Linked DNA regions of Zea mays: regions 1 and 3 are each linked to region 2. A link is a contact called in public Hi-C data. All regions are on one chromosome and are shown on one strand. Each heading gives the region's core, a stretch centred on a gene start, on an enhancer-like site or on the middle of the called end of the contact. The rest is flanking DNA. Distances are from core to core; before and after follow the strand shown.

Evidence for each region. Hi-C and Micro-C count contacts between places; a contact is called where the count stands out from the background.
Region 1: a Hi-C map of ear shows a contact between it and region 2, with 4 times the contacts expected there. The contact joins the promoter of LOC109942441 here to the promoter of LOC100281850 in region 2. A contact is called at or near these places in 10 of 25 Hi-C or Micro-C datasets (bundle sheath, ear, endosperm and 3 more).
Region 3: a Hi-C map of tassel shows a contact between it and region 2, with 3 times the contacts expected there. The contact joins the enhancer-like site here to the promoter of LOC100281850 in region 2. A contact is called at or near these places in 10 of 25 Hi-C or Micro-C datasets (bundle sheath, ear, endosperm and 3 more).

What each region holds. Positions count from the first base shown.
Region 1 is chr9:6,603,373-6,607,407 of Zm-B73-REFERENCE-NAM-5.0, forward strand. LOC109942441 reads right to left here and starts at 2,567. Exons shown (of 1, transcript XM_020544449.3): 1 at 408-2,567. The coding sequence starts at 1,883. The coding sequence ends at 570.
Region 2 is chr9:6,392,453-6,396,413 of Zm-B73-REFERENCE-NAM-5.0, forward strand. It overlaps LOC100281850, which reads right to left and starts at 1,795. Exons shown (of 2, transcript NM_001154770.2): 1 at 1,495-1,795; 2 at 569-1,177. The coding sequence starts at 1,605. The coding sequence ends at 1,025.
Region 3 is chr9:6,562,116-6,566,311 of Zm-B73-REFERENCE-NAM-5.0, forward strand. No RefSeq gene overlaps it. Among protein-coding and RNA genes, the nearest start is that of LOC109942441, 42 kb to the right of the region's middle. Within about 2 kb of position 1,971, at least 17 of the 20 cell types and tissues checked have an H3K27ac peak or open chromatin away from gene starts, as enhancers often do. A contact at or near this core is called in bundle sheath, ear, endosperm and 2 more, where this site is marked.

The DNA.
Region 1 (4,035 bases), core at 1,317-3,816, 210 kb after region 2:
GCATCGAAGAATTATTCAGAAGCCAACAGACTCTTTCCTTCATGCGTTCTACCTGTTCTGAATCCCTCTCTATTGCTCCTGTAGTTCTCAATGTATCTTTGGTTTCTCTCCCTTCCACGGCCTGTTGGATCTCCTATCTTCGATCCCTTCCCTTGCTGCTTTTTCGAACTCTCTATTCCTCTTGCAGTGAGTATCAGATTGTATAGTTCCAGTGTCTGTGTGCTTTGTTGAGGGATCTGGAAGCACTTGCAGTTACTGATTCCTGCCACTGGCCTACTGTTAGTTTGCCACTGCCTGACTGCCAAGCGTTGTCCGAATGTAAATTTCGCTTCCCACAAGGTAATGGCCGACTCCGTGCTAGAGCCGCGGGCGGATAGAGTATTTGGTTTTGGTCTTCCACTCTGATATTCTCATCGAAATCCAAATGGTCGTTTGTTTTCTGTTGATCTGCTGTACAAGTAGTCGATCACGATCGAGACCGCTCATCAAATCAAACAAGAATGGAGCTGTAAAAAACTCCACACAAACTCGCAAATTTTTTTTTTTTTTTTTGCAAACCCGCCACTCCTCTAGCAAACGACGCATTTCACTAGCCCGTTCTCGTTACACTTGGGGCACCGCCTGAACGCTCCGCCACGGGAGGCACAGGCATCATCCTCGTCCTCCACGAACACCTTGCAGCTGCCAGAGCACCCGTCGCACGGCACGAACCGCACCCCGCCGCAGGCGGCACAGGCGTCCTGCGCGCCGGCGCCTCCCTTGGCGGCGGCGGTGCACGGCGCCGCGTCGCAGACGCCGAGGGCCGCCCCGAGCTCCCCGGCCTCGTGCAGGCGGCGGACCTCCTCGGCGCCGCCCAGACGCCGGCCGTCCACGAACACCTGCGGGAGCGGCGGCAGGCGGCCTCCGTCGCCGAGCGCGAGCGCGGCGCGGAGCTCGTCCTTGAACCCGGCGTGCATGGACAGGTCGCGCTCGTCGGCGCGGACGCCGTATCCGCGGAGCAGCGCGCTCGTGGACCAGCAGTCCTCGTACGTCTGCCGGACCCCGCGGAGGCTGGTGAGGTACACGACGACTCGGCCCGCGCTGTCCGGCGCCGGCGCCGGCGGAGAGGCCTTCCTGGCTAGCTTCGTCCTCGTCCTACTCCTGGCGTTGATCTTTTCCTGGAACACGTCGACCCGCGCCCGCACGATGCCCGGGAACGTCGGGATTCCGCGCGTCTCGACGTCGCCGCCGCCGCCTCCGCCGTTGCGTTTCGCGGCGGAACCAGGAAGTGGCGAAGGCGAGCCTGCTGGCGTCGCCGTCAGGTCGTCGAGCGCCTTCCGGAACGCGTCCAGGAGGTCCGGGTCGAGCACCGGGTGCGCGGGGGACCCGGGCGCCGACTGCGCCTTCCGCTCGACGCCGTCGCCGTCGCCGACGCCGCGGACGTTGTCGTCCGTCGCTTCGTCCTCCTCGTCGTCGTCGTCGAGACCCTCCATGAGCTCCCACACGTTGATCTCCTCGGGGTCGCGCCCCGGCGTCTTGCTCGGCGTCCGCGGCGCGACGGCCCTCCGCGGCGCCTCCACCCTCTTCGGGCGCCATCCGCCGAGCGACGGCCCCAACAGCTTGGTCCCTGCGCCACCGTCGACGCCGTCGCTGCCGCCGGCCTTCGTCATCGTGCCCGACTCGTCCCCGCCGCCGGCGCCTCGTCCTGCAGCGTCGAAAGAAAGGCCCGCCGCCGCGACGGCCGCGGCGGCGCGGTCGAGGCTGAGCGTCCCGAGCGTGGACGAGCGCAGCGCGACGGAGTGCCGCGGCGGGGCCCAGCGGCCCGATCGGCTCTGCGGCTCTGGCGCCCGCGCCGGCAGTCCAGTGGCCCCATGCAGCGCGTGCTTGGAGCCCTTGCAGCCCATGCACGTGCACCGTGGGCCGCGGCGGCGGGTAAGGAAGGGAAGGGAGCAACTCGATCAAGAACCTGACGCTGCCTGCCGTTGAACTGCGGGGTGGAGTAGGAGGAGGAGGAGGGAACGGCTAGAACCCGGTCGGGAGGTCAAACTAGTGGAAATCTTGGGTGGGAAGCGGTCCGCGACGAGATCACGAGAGGCAGCAGAGCCCGGGTCGGGAGGGAGGGAACGCATACGCACCACCGCCCTTTCGCGGACGACTGGACGAGGCCGGTGCATTTAGGCGGTGCCCAGGCGGCGTACTGAAACGTACGCGCACCGTGGCGCTGTGCCTGTGCGCGTGGAATTCTCTATCCGCGGCACTGAAACCATGTGCCTCGCTCTCGGTACTGCACGGCGCGGCGCATTCCCACTCCCCACTCCCACCCTGTGTGCCGCAGCCTCAGTAGCAGCCGCAGCCGTGCAGTTGCTGCGGGGGCGGATGGTCTCTTGTCATCACATCAGGGGGAGTAATGGCGAAACGAAAGGTCTGGAAGAATTTCGACGCAGAAAGGTTGCGGCATCGACAAGGACCCGTTCCCGGCCGCGCGACGCATTCCCCGTTCGTGAGCTGTGTGCACGGGACGGGAGTTGCGCCGTCGTAGTATCGTATCGTATCGTATCGACTCCAACCTTCCTTCTGTTGGAACGACTCCGGCTTTTTCCTTCTTTATTTTGTTTTTCAAAAGAAAAACCGTTGATGGTTATTTTTTTTTTCTTCTCTCGTTAACTTGCGTGGTCAGGTCAGGCGTCCACTTCAAGATTTTGAACTGGGCAACTGGCTAACGGGTTTACTCGCTTTATCCGGCCACGTACGTAACGATAAACCCTTCTGCGGTTCTGTGCCCATCACAAGTTTCCGACACCGACGGATTCCCGCGCAGGGCGGCAGACGCATGAGAGCTTATCATTCCGGCAGTAAGAGCATTGGGCGCGACAGCTGAGCTGATCCCTGACGAGTGCACACAGCGCCTGCCGATGCGATGCGAGTAATAATCATAAGCCACCAGCACGTGCCAGCGGTTAAGTATATATCCGGCCTCCGGTCCGGCGTCCAAATTCAACTGAATTCGTAATCCTTCTATACAAAAAGTAATGATCTTCTACTGCTCTCTCTGGACAAAAGGAAGCAAAAAAAAAAAGCTACTGCTCGACGACTTTTGTTGGCTAAAGCCGGATCGATGCCGTTTCCGTGCACAGCTTTGGCCGGCCGCCGGCCCGGCCGGGGTCCGTTTTTACTTCGAACCCATCGGCCAGCGCTGGAACGGAACGGAACGGAACGAACGATGCGAGCAGGCGCCTGCCTGCAGCCTGCCTATGACCAAGCTTCAGGCTTCTGCCACAAGTAGCGATGGCAACGGGTACATACCCGTCAGGTAGTACCATTCCATACCCGTACCCATCAAAAAAATTCTACCCGTCGGGTTACCCATATATACTCGCGGGTATAAAATCTTACCCATACCCGTACCCGCGTGGGTATTTTTACCCGTCGGGTAACCCATACCCGCAAGGAAAGAATTAAATTCCAATATACCAATCACTCAAAATATTAAAGAAACATATAAAAACAACTTTAATTTCACATATAACAAATTATATGATTACATAACTTGGTATCTAGACAAATGATAATTAGAGAAGAGTTTTATTCTAGCTAAGTTGGACTCTATTAGATGTTTATAGTGCTATTGATGCGGGTATATTTTACCCACGGGTAGACGGGTATGGGTAGTACCAACCCATACCCGTACCCGTCTACCCAACGGGTAGAGGTTTTTACCCATTAACATACCCGCGGGTAGAGAAATCATCCCGTACCCGCCTTCATATCGGGTAAAACCCGTCGGGTATTCGGGTTTCGGGTACCCATTGCCATCTCTAGCCACAAGATGTCAAGCGCCACCGCGCGCGGGTCTTTTTGCTGTTGTTTTAGCGAGCATGGCTCGTGAGGTGAGACGTGATATTGGGTCTGTTTGGTTCAGCTTTTTTCTGACCAGTTTTTCTGAAAATCTGGCTGTGGGAAAAATTTGAGTATCATTACGATTAAGTGTGGAGGAAAATAAAGTTGTTCATAGGGCTCAGGATCTAGAAAGTGACAGATTCCTACTATTACAACGAC
Region 2 (3,961 bases), core at 545-3,044:
CGACACACACAGCGACTACTATATAAGGTAGCTCCAAGGTACTACTGTCCCAACTCCCACGTAGCTTGACTGACGATCGAACGAAGCAGAGGCGGTCGCCACGAGCCTTTTGCCCGGCCCTGCTCCTCCCATTCACCGGGAGGCGACGACAGGCCCGAGTGACCCGCGCATGCGCACAGCCAGACCTGTCGGCGCGCGTCGTCGATCGGGGCCACGGCATGGCATCCCATGCAAAGCGAGAGGTAGATGACAAGTGACAACTGACAGCAGCGCGCTCTCACTGCCATGCCATGCCAACTAGCTATCTCCGACCTCCTGGCCTCTCTCATCACACACTACTGGCCAGCAAGTGTCCGCGAAACTGACCCGGCCGCCGTTTGGCTGTCGTCTTTATCGTTACTGTCCTGATTATGATGGCTTGCTTAATTAGGCGTCGCGGCACGTAACGACGAACGCGCGCGGTTAGATTGGATGGAACCGAACAAGCTGCTAGCGAGGAGTGTAGCTAGCACGCTGTAAACAAATTAAGCTGCTGCGTGATGGCAGATGAGACATGTAGATATATATATAGATATTGATATATTACCAGTACGTACGTAGTACAAGTTGACAGATCGATCGGGGTTGGTCGGTTGTCTGTCAAGGAGGAAACAACTCGATCCAGACCACACACATAGGTTTACACCACCACCACGACGACGACGACGAACATGGGACGAAGCAGCCAAGTACAAACAAATGGAAAAGGAGCTAAGCTACTAGGAGAGTATAGCAAGGAAACAAACAGCCAAGAGTGGAAGAGAGAGAAACCATACTTAAGCTAGGCAGCCCTAGTTAATACGGAGTAGTACTTAATAATGCCCTACCAATTAATAAACCAGCCTTAGCCTGTCGTCGGCGTACGTCGTCCTTGGGTATATTCAGCTGCTATATGTGGTACACACACACACACTCGGCAATGCGCTGAGATCTGGCGATGGCGAGAGGCCGGCCGTCACGCCATGGCCGGACGGACGGACTTGGGCTAGCGGAGGAGGCTGCGGATGATCTCGGCGCCGGGGCTGTTGTGGTCCATGCTGGCCATGAGGTCCGACAGGCGGTCGCTCAGATCGTCCACCTCCCGGTGCAGGCTCTTGATGTAGCTGCAGGTCTCCTTGAGCAGCTTCGTCGTCGACGCCTGCATATCACATCGTACGCACACCACCGTTGTTTTGTTTACATCATCAGACGATCCACGACGATCTCTTGGCTTGGAGCGAGTGAGCTACCAGCTGCCAATAGCACTCTTTATGCATACTTGCAATAAGCGGTACGGTGGCACTGGCACCGCAGTGTATAGCACTCTTTAATTTATGCATGTGTGTCGTGTCGGTGTGATGGTGTCAGTGTCACTACTCAATACTGTGAGATCAGAGAAGTAAAACTACCTAGCTAGCTAGCTAGATCATGCACATCTTGGTTTGAATGCGCATGCGTTGTATCGTATATTCATACCTGGCTGCCGCCACGGCGGCGCGCGCTGGGGAGCAGCGTCTGCAGCCTCGAGATAAGCTCGTTGATCTCCTCCTCCGAGACCGTCGACGCGCGGGACCTCCGGCTCGACATCGTCCTTGTGTTAGAGAGAGAGAGAGAGAGATAATGCGGCGAAGAAGACCACCGGCCGGGATCGCGGAGGCTAAGCGACCGCCGGTGATGGAGCGAGACGACGATCGAGAGCAGCACCGAAGAGCGAGCTGAGCGGGAGGAAGGGGAGAGCAGCTGTGCGCGACCCGAGATCGAGCTCAGGAGCTATCCGATGAACGCTGGACGGCAAGCTCTCAAGTGTGGCGATCGATGGGAAGCAGAAAGGGGGCGGGGGGCTTAATTTATAGGGGAGACGAGACCAGCCGAGAGCCAGACGGAGGAGTTAGTTAGCTCTGCTACAAAGTAGTTTGGTCCTAGCCGAGCAGCAGCCCGAGCTTGAGGGGGAAGCTTGAGCTAGAGGTGGCTGGAGTCAGGCGGGCACAAGCGCACAAGGACAGGAAGATGTAACGCGATCCGTGATGATGCCAAGAGACAGCGAGTGATGTGGTGAAGAAACCGGCCCGCTGCCGTTGCAGGCATCACCTACAGAGAATTTGGGGGTTTCGGGGAGGGAGAGGGCCCGCGGCGCGTCCGGTCCCTCTCTTGTTGCTGTCAATAGCGGACGCCCACGGGCCCACCGTCTAGTTATGAGTTACGGCCACAGACCAACCTCCCACTCCACTTGCCGCGTGCCAAGGAATTCGGCTACCAGTAGGTAACTGGTGAAGATCCTTTCAAAAAAGAACTTTGTTGCCTCCTACACTATATATCGTCGTTGTCTAGATCCCGTACGTCGCAACCGTTTCCATTCGTAATTGAGTGTGTATAGTATAAAATATTAAGATATGTATGTTTTGTTGGTTAGATGAGTACCAACATGAGTTTAAAACCAACAACCATAGTTTGAATTCCTGTCTATACATAATTTTAGCTTTCTACCTTTAAATAAATATGGAAGGAAAGAGGTGTCGCACCACGACGATAAAAACTGTGTTTTTTATGTGATTTTAACTTATTAAGGTTCTTTAAACATACAAAATCATTTTAGGTTTCTCGATTTTTGGGAAAATTATTAATGATAGATTTGGACTAGATAACAAAAGTTTCTAGAAATTAGATTCAGCTACAAAAGACAGTAGAGAAAAATCCAGAATATTGTAATCAATGTCTAAATGTGTTTCAAAAACTTCTCATAAACAAACAAAAAATATATGAGATGCATCTAGTATATATGAATGCAACGTACATTATATATATATATATATATATATATATATATATATATATATATATATATATATATATATATAACTGGTGAAGATCCTTTTAAAAAAAGAACTTTGTTGCCTCCTACACTATCGCCGTACTCTAGATTTTCTAGTAAGCTCTGAAATCAGGGTAAAGTATTATTTACTAGTTAATTAGGTACTCGTAGGTTGCAACGGTTTTCATTCATAATTGAGTGTAGAGTATAAAACATAAAGATATATATATATATATATATGTTCTGTTGGTTAGATGAGTACAGACGCGAGTTTAAAGCCAAAAACTATGGTTTAAATTCCTATCTATACATAATTTTAGCTTTCTACCTTTAAATGTGGAAGGAAAGAAGTGCTGCACGCTAGCCTTTCAGGAGGTCTGGAGCTAAGAGATACACTATTTAGCGCTAACCAAAATTAGCCGCTAATAGCCTTATTTAGCCCGCTAAATACACAACATTAGCTCGATTTAGTTGCTAAACACACAATCTTTTTTACTGTTCGAACCTTTGAAACATTGAGACCCAAAAACAAACTGTGAGCAGACCCTTTAACTTAATGTTTGTTAGATAGTGGTTAAATGCCTTTTACATGTGTCGTTGAACGTTGAATTTGCATGTATGTTGATTTATTATTGAACATTTGAACAACTAGTTTGAATTGTAAGGTTCAAATATTGATCATTTAATGTATATATAAAAGTTATGTCATGTTTTTTTTAAAACCCGCTAAATGAATTAGCTTGCCGTTATAGCCTTTATAGCTTATCTAAAAGCTCACCGCTAAGGCCCTTAGCCGGACATTTAAAACAGTGGCTGCACGACGATGATAAAAACTGTGTTTTTCATGTGATTTTCTATCCTCGAGTAAAAAGTTACAGTACACACTTATTAAGGTTCTTTAAACATACAAAATCATTTTAAGTTTCTCGATTTTTGGGAAAAGTATTAATGATAGATTTGGACTAGATAACAAAAGTTTCTAGAAATTAGATTCAGCTACAAGACAGTAGAAAAAAATGCAGAATATTGTAATCAATGTCTAAATGTGTTTCAGAAACTTCTCATAACAAACAAAAACTATATGAGATGCATCTAGTATGAATGCAACGTACATTATATATTGAATGCATTCAT
Region 3 (4,196 bases), core at 721-3,220, 170 kb after region 2:
ATTTATCTCTATACACTTTATCATTATATGTGTTGTTCTTCTTTGGCGCACATATGAGACGCACCTGACTTTATCCCTTAAATCCGGGTGTGATAGTCAAGATCTAGGACATACATTCATCAATGGACATCATGCATAAAACAGGTTATTCAAATAAATAGAACAAAATTTGTTCTCAATTATTATCTTATAGCCACCATCTTCCTCTAAATATAAAAAGATATAATTTTCTTGCACAAAGCTACAATATAATAACAATTATTGAATTCCAAAAATAATGATGATGGTGATGATAAATGATAAGTGTTGATAACCAATATATCAATGTTTGCTCTATTGCAACCACGCACATTCGGCTCGCCTCTTTCAAAAATTTGGGTCCTTTTTAGTCCATGTAAATCATTGTTCCAGTATCAAATACTCAGGATTCACTAGAAGAAACAACAATATTAATTTCAATAACATATATACCTGAAGTAGAAGTCACGCTAGCCTTTTTTTTTCTTTTCTTCCTAGTACTTGCACTTTTTAAACCAATGTACAAGATCACCATAACATAAGCATTTGTCTTTAGGAGAATGTCTAAACTTGGGCTCTGTATTGTCTTTGAAATATCATCTTTAGTCTTGTTCTCGTTCTATGCTTTATAAAAGCATTTCTGTTTCTTATCGTCCTTTTAAACTATCATTATATGATTAGAGTTCTTTTTAATGCTTTCTTGGATTTCTTAAGCATCCTATAGATTTCATATATGTTATTTGTGTGAAAGTTGAAAATGAACAGCTCATCTTAAAGGGAGAGACCAAAGGATCGTATTCATAGCCAGTTTAGGCCTTGTTCATTTACATCAATCCAGCTCTAGATTAGTATGGATTGGAATTAAATTCATGTCATAATTCATGCCCCAAAAAAATCCAAACCTACTCGGTTTTTTTATTCGTTTAAACCCATCATGGATTATAACCCAAAGGTTTGAGAATTTTTTAAACTACGGAAGGCATGGATTCTATTCATAGTTCATTAGTATGGAACAAATCTATGAAGGTATTGCACAAGTTTATATTAGAATCAATGGATTAAAAGAATAACTAGTTTTGAGAGATATATGAATTAAATGGTGGATTTAATCTCACCATAGGATTGGACGTGAGGTATGGATTCATCCGATCCAGACCCAATCTATGGTGAGATTATCCCTTTTAACCGAACAAGGTCTTATAAGAAGAGCAAACTAAACTGATAGGCTTTTATTTTAAATATTCATTAGATTTTTTATAAATTAATTGTCTCTTAGAGTCTTAGACACATATTTAATCATACATCCATGTCAGGCGCACTGTAGGTCGCTAGAAAACACATGCATCCTCGCAGTAGAGGTAGAGGGCATACACACACCTGTATAACCCATTGTGGGCCAGCGGGGCTTTGGACGTGGCCGAAACGCAGGGATTCAGAAGTCAGGACACATTTGTTGGTAGATAGAGTACACAACCGGCTGATGCAACACTGGGTGCCTCATGTCTGGCTGTGCAGAAGCCGACGACGAATTGTTAGCGACATATAGACGCATCCGCCATTGACAATCCATGAATAGTCCACATCGATGAACTTTTGGGCGTCTTCTCTTTTTGCGACACTTTCGTGGTCGATCAGTTCTTGGATGGCATGTCGCTGTGTCGGGAAAGGAGTTGTCGGGGTGTACATCCAACTGTTATGGACCCTTGTTTATTTTCAATTTTTAGAGATTTGTTAAATTTCAATAGGTCAGGTCAATTTTCGAATTCTTGCTGCAGTTGTACATAAAAAAAAGATCCATGTCCCCAAGTGAACGCAAAACCGTCACTCAGGTTGCAACTTGCAAGAAGAAGAGATGGGGCAGGATTTCATATGACCCGTTGTCATGAGGCCAATAAAAAGACAGGTATTTCAAAAGCCTAAAGCCAGGACCATCTGGACCTGTTTGCCGATCCAAAAAAACTTTGGCCTGCCATGTGCACAGGCCATTAGGATGTCCATTGCAACAGTAACTTATACAGCAGCCCAATAGGCTCACTGATTTCGTTGCCGGTGGAGAAAGTTGAAAGTTTTCTCGACTATATGGTGGTTCGATTTCTTCTCGTTAAACTGTAAAATCAGTTTATCAAACCTCTTAACTTTAGAAACTATATTTTTTTCTCTTGGATGATTTTACTGACGTAGCGTTAAAAATAAATCAGATTGGATTGAAAGTTCAGCGAGGTAAATCAAACTAAATATATTTTTAAAAATTATCCAAAAATCATAAAAATATATTTTTTTTTGATAAACTTATGCCTCCATTATTTTTGTGTGTATATTGATTGTTGTTTTCTCTTATGTATGCTTGTGTGACCGATCACCGTAGACAAGAACACGGTCCAGAAAATGTTACATGGATATCAAGAGCAAGGATTAGAGTTTACCGAACAACACTATTTAGACCAAGGCAAGTGTCTTTGACTGTGTTGATCCCATTTGATAAATATTTTCGTTAAAAATTTGCATGCTTGTGTCAATAATGCGCACCTAATTATAGGGTTACTAGAGTTTCCACAAAAATTCTTGTAATTGTTGTTATCTTTCTTTTTTATGGGTGGAAAAGTTTAGACATGCTTTACTTCGTATAAAGTTTAATTTGATTAATTAATTGCTTAATATATACAAGTAATATTTATGAAACATGAAAAGTTTTATTCAGGTGATATGATATATGGATTGCGTCCAGTAATATTTTAGTTTCCGCATTTGGCAATTTAGGGACTAAAATGGAATAAAATAAAGGGACTAAAAATTAGTCCCTAGAAACCAAACACCCCATAGTGTCATATAAGAAATCATGATGCAAGTAACAATTCATGCACATAGCTCATCACATATCATCAAGGAATAGCAAATGGCATAGTAGATCATCATAAAAAGTTCTAACAGTTATTACAATAAAGATAGAGCATCATCAAGTGTTCATGGTCAGTGGCCATCATACATCACAAGTTCAAACATCATCACATAGTATAGTTATTATAAGCCAGAGTTCAATACATGAATAGATAACATATAGAACAAAAGGTCGCTCTCAAGGGCCACAAAAACGTCTTCTTCAACTTATCTTTTCCTTCTAGCATCTTCAAGCAATACCATCTTCAATCTCCAACACATTTATCCCCATTTTTGGCACCAAGCACCAAAATGAGAAGAGAACCCAACTCACCATCCACCAGGGCCGCCATAAGAACCAGGAGGAGGAGGATAAGATGGAAACAAAGACTCAACCCATTGATCTGCAAAAGACGACTCACGTGGAGGGTCTTCTACAGGCGGCTGGGTAGAGGAAGAAGGACATTGGAGGAGGAGGCAGAGCTAAAGAAGAGGGTCGAGGATCACTTAGTACAACACCACGAGCAGGAGCAGACTAAAAGGATCCATCATCAACAAATTCTTCCTCTTCATCCTCTAGATTAATAAAAGGCACCACATACTCTTGATAGTGCCACAAATTTAAGTCCTCTAGATAGACTGGCAAAGGGGCATTATGCTGGTGGGGAGGCATGTTGTAACCCATATGAGCAGCAAATTGGTGCATGTTGTCATCATGCTCACGTGCCTCACGTCGCTGCTCCACAGTGTCAGCGGTGTGGCTACGACAAATGGCAAACATGCCTACAAGACCTCTCGCCATACACATGAAGGGAGTTGGCCTCCTTACATGACCCCTTCCTCGATCATCGCGGTCCATCGGACGAGAGGCGGCAGTAGGATAGGAGGAAGACTCATGGAGGAGAGGATGAGGAGCTGTCTCATTAGAGGATGTTGGACCACCAGAGCCAACAGGAGCCCGCTTTGACCGGTCTGCTGGATTATTGGGATCAATCCAGTAGGGGTATAGCGGTTGTGCCTGACATGCATCCATATCATATCTGATCTAAGTGACAACTTCAATCATCTTCATGATGTAGGGTGCATGAATACAACCTTCAACGGATACCAGGATGCATGGACAATTTCTTCCCAAATCATATTAAATACATTGATCCTCTCTCTACTACTAGGAGTCATGAAGAGTAGAAAGATTCTACTCTCTCCAAGCACATTCATTTGATTTCTGCCTGAAAGGGAAATGGCCTTAAACCATTTCTTATATTGATTTTGGTGCTTGATGACCATCACAACCATTTAGACTA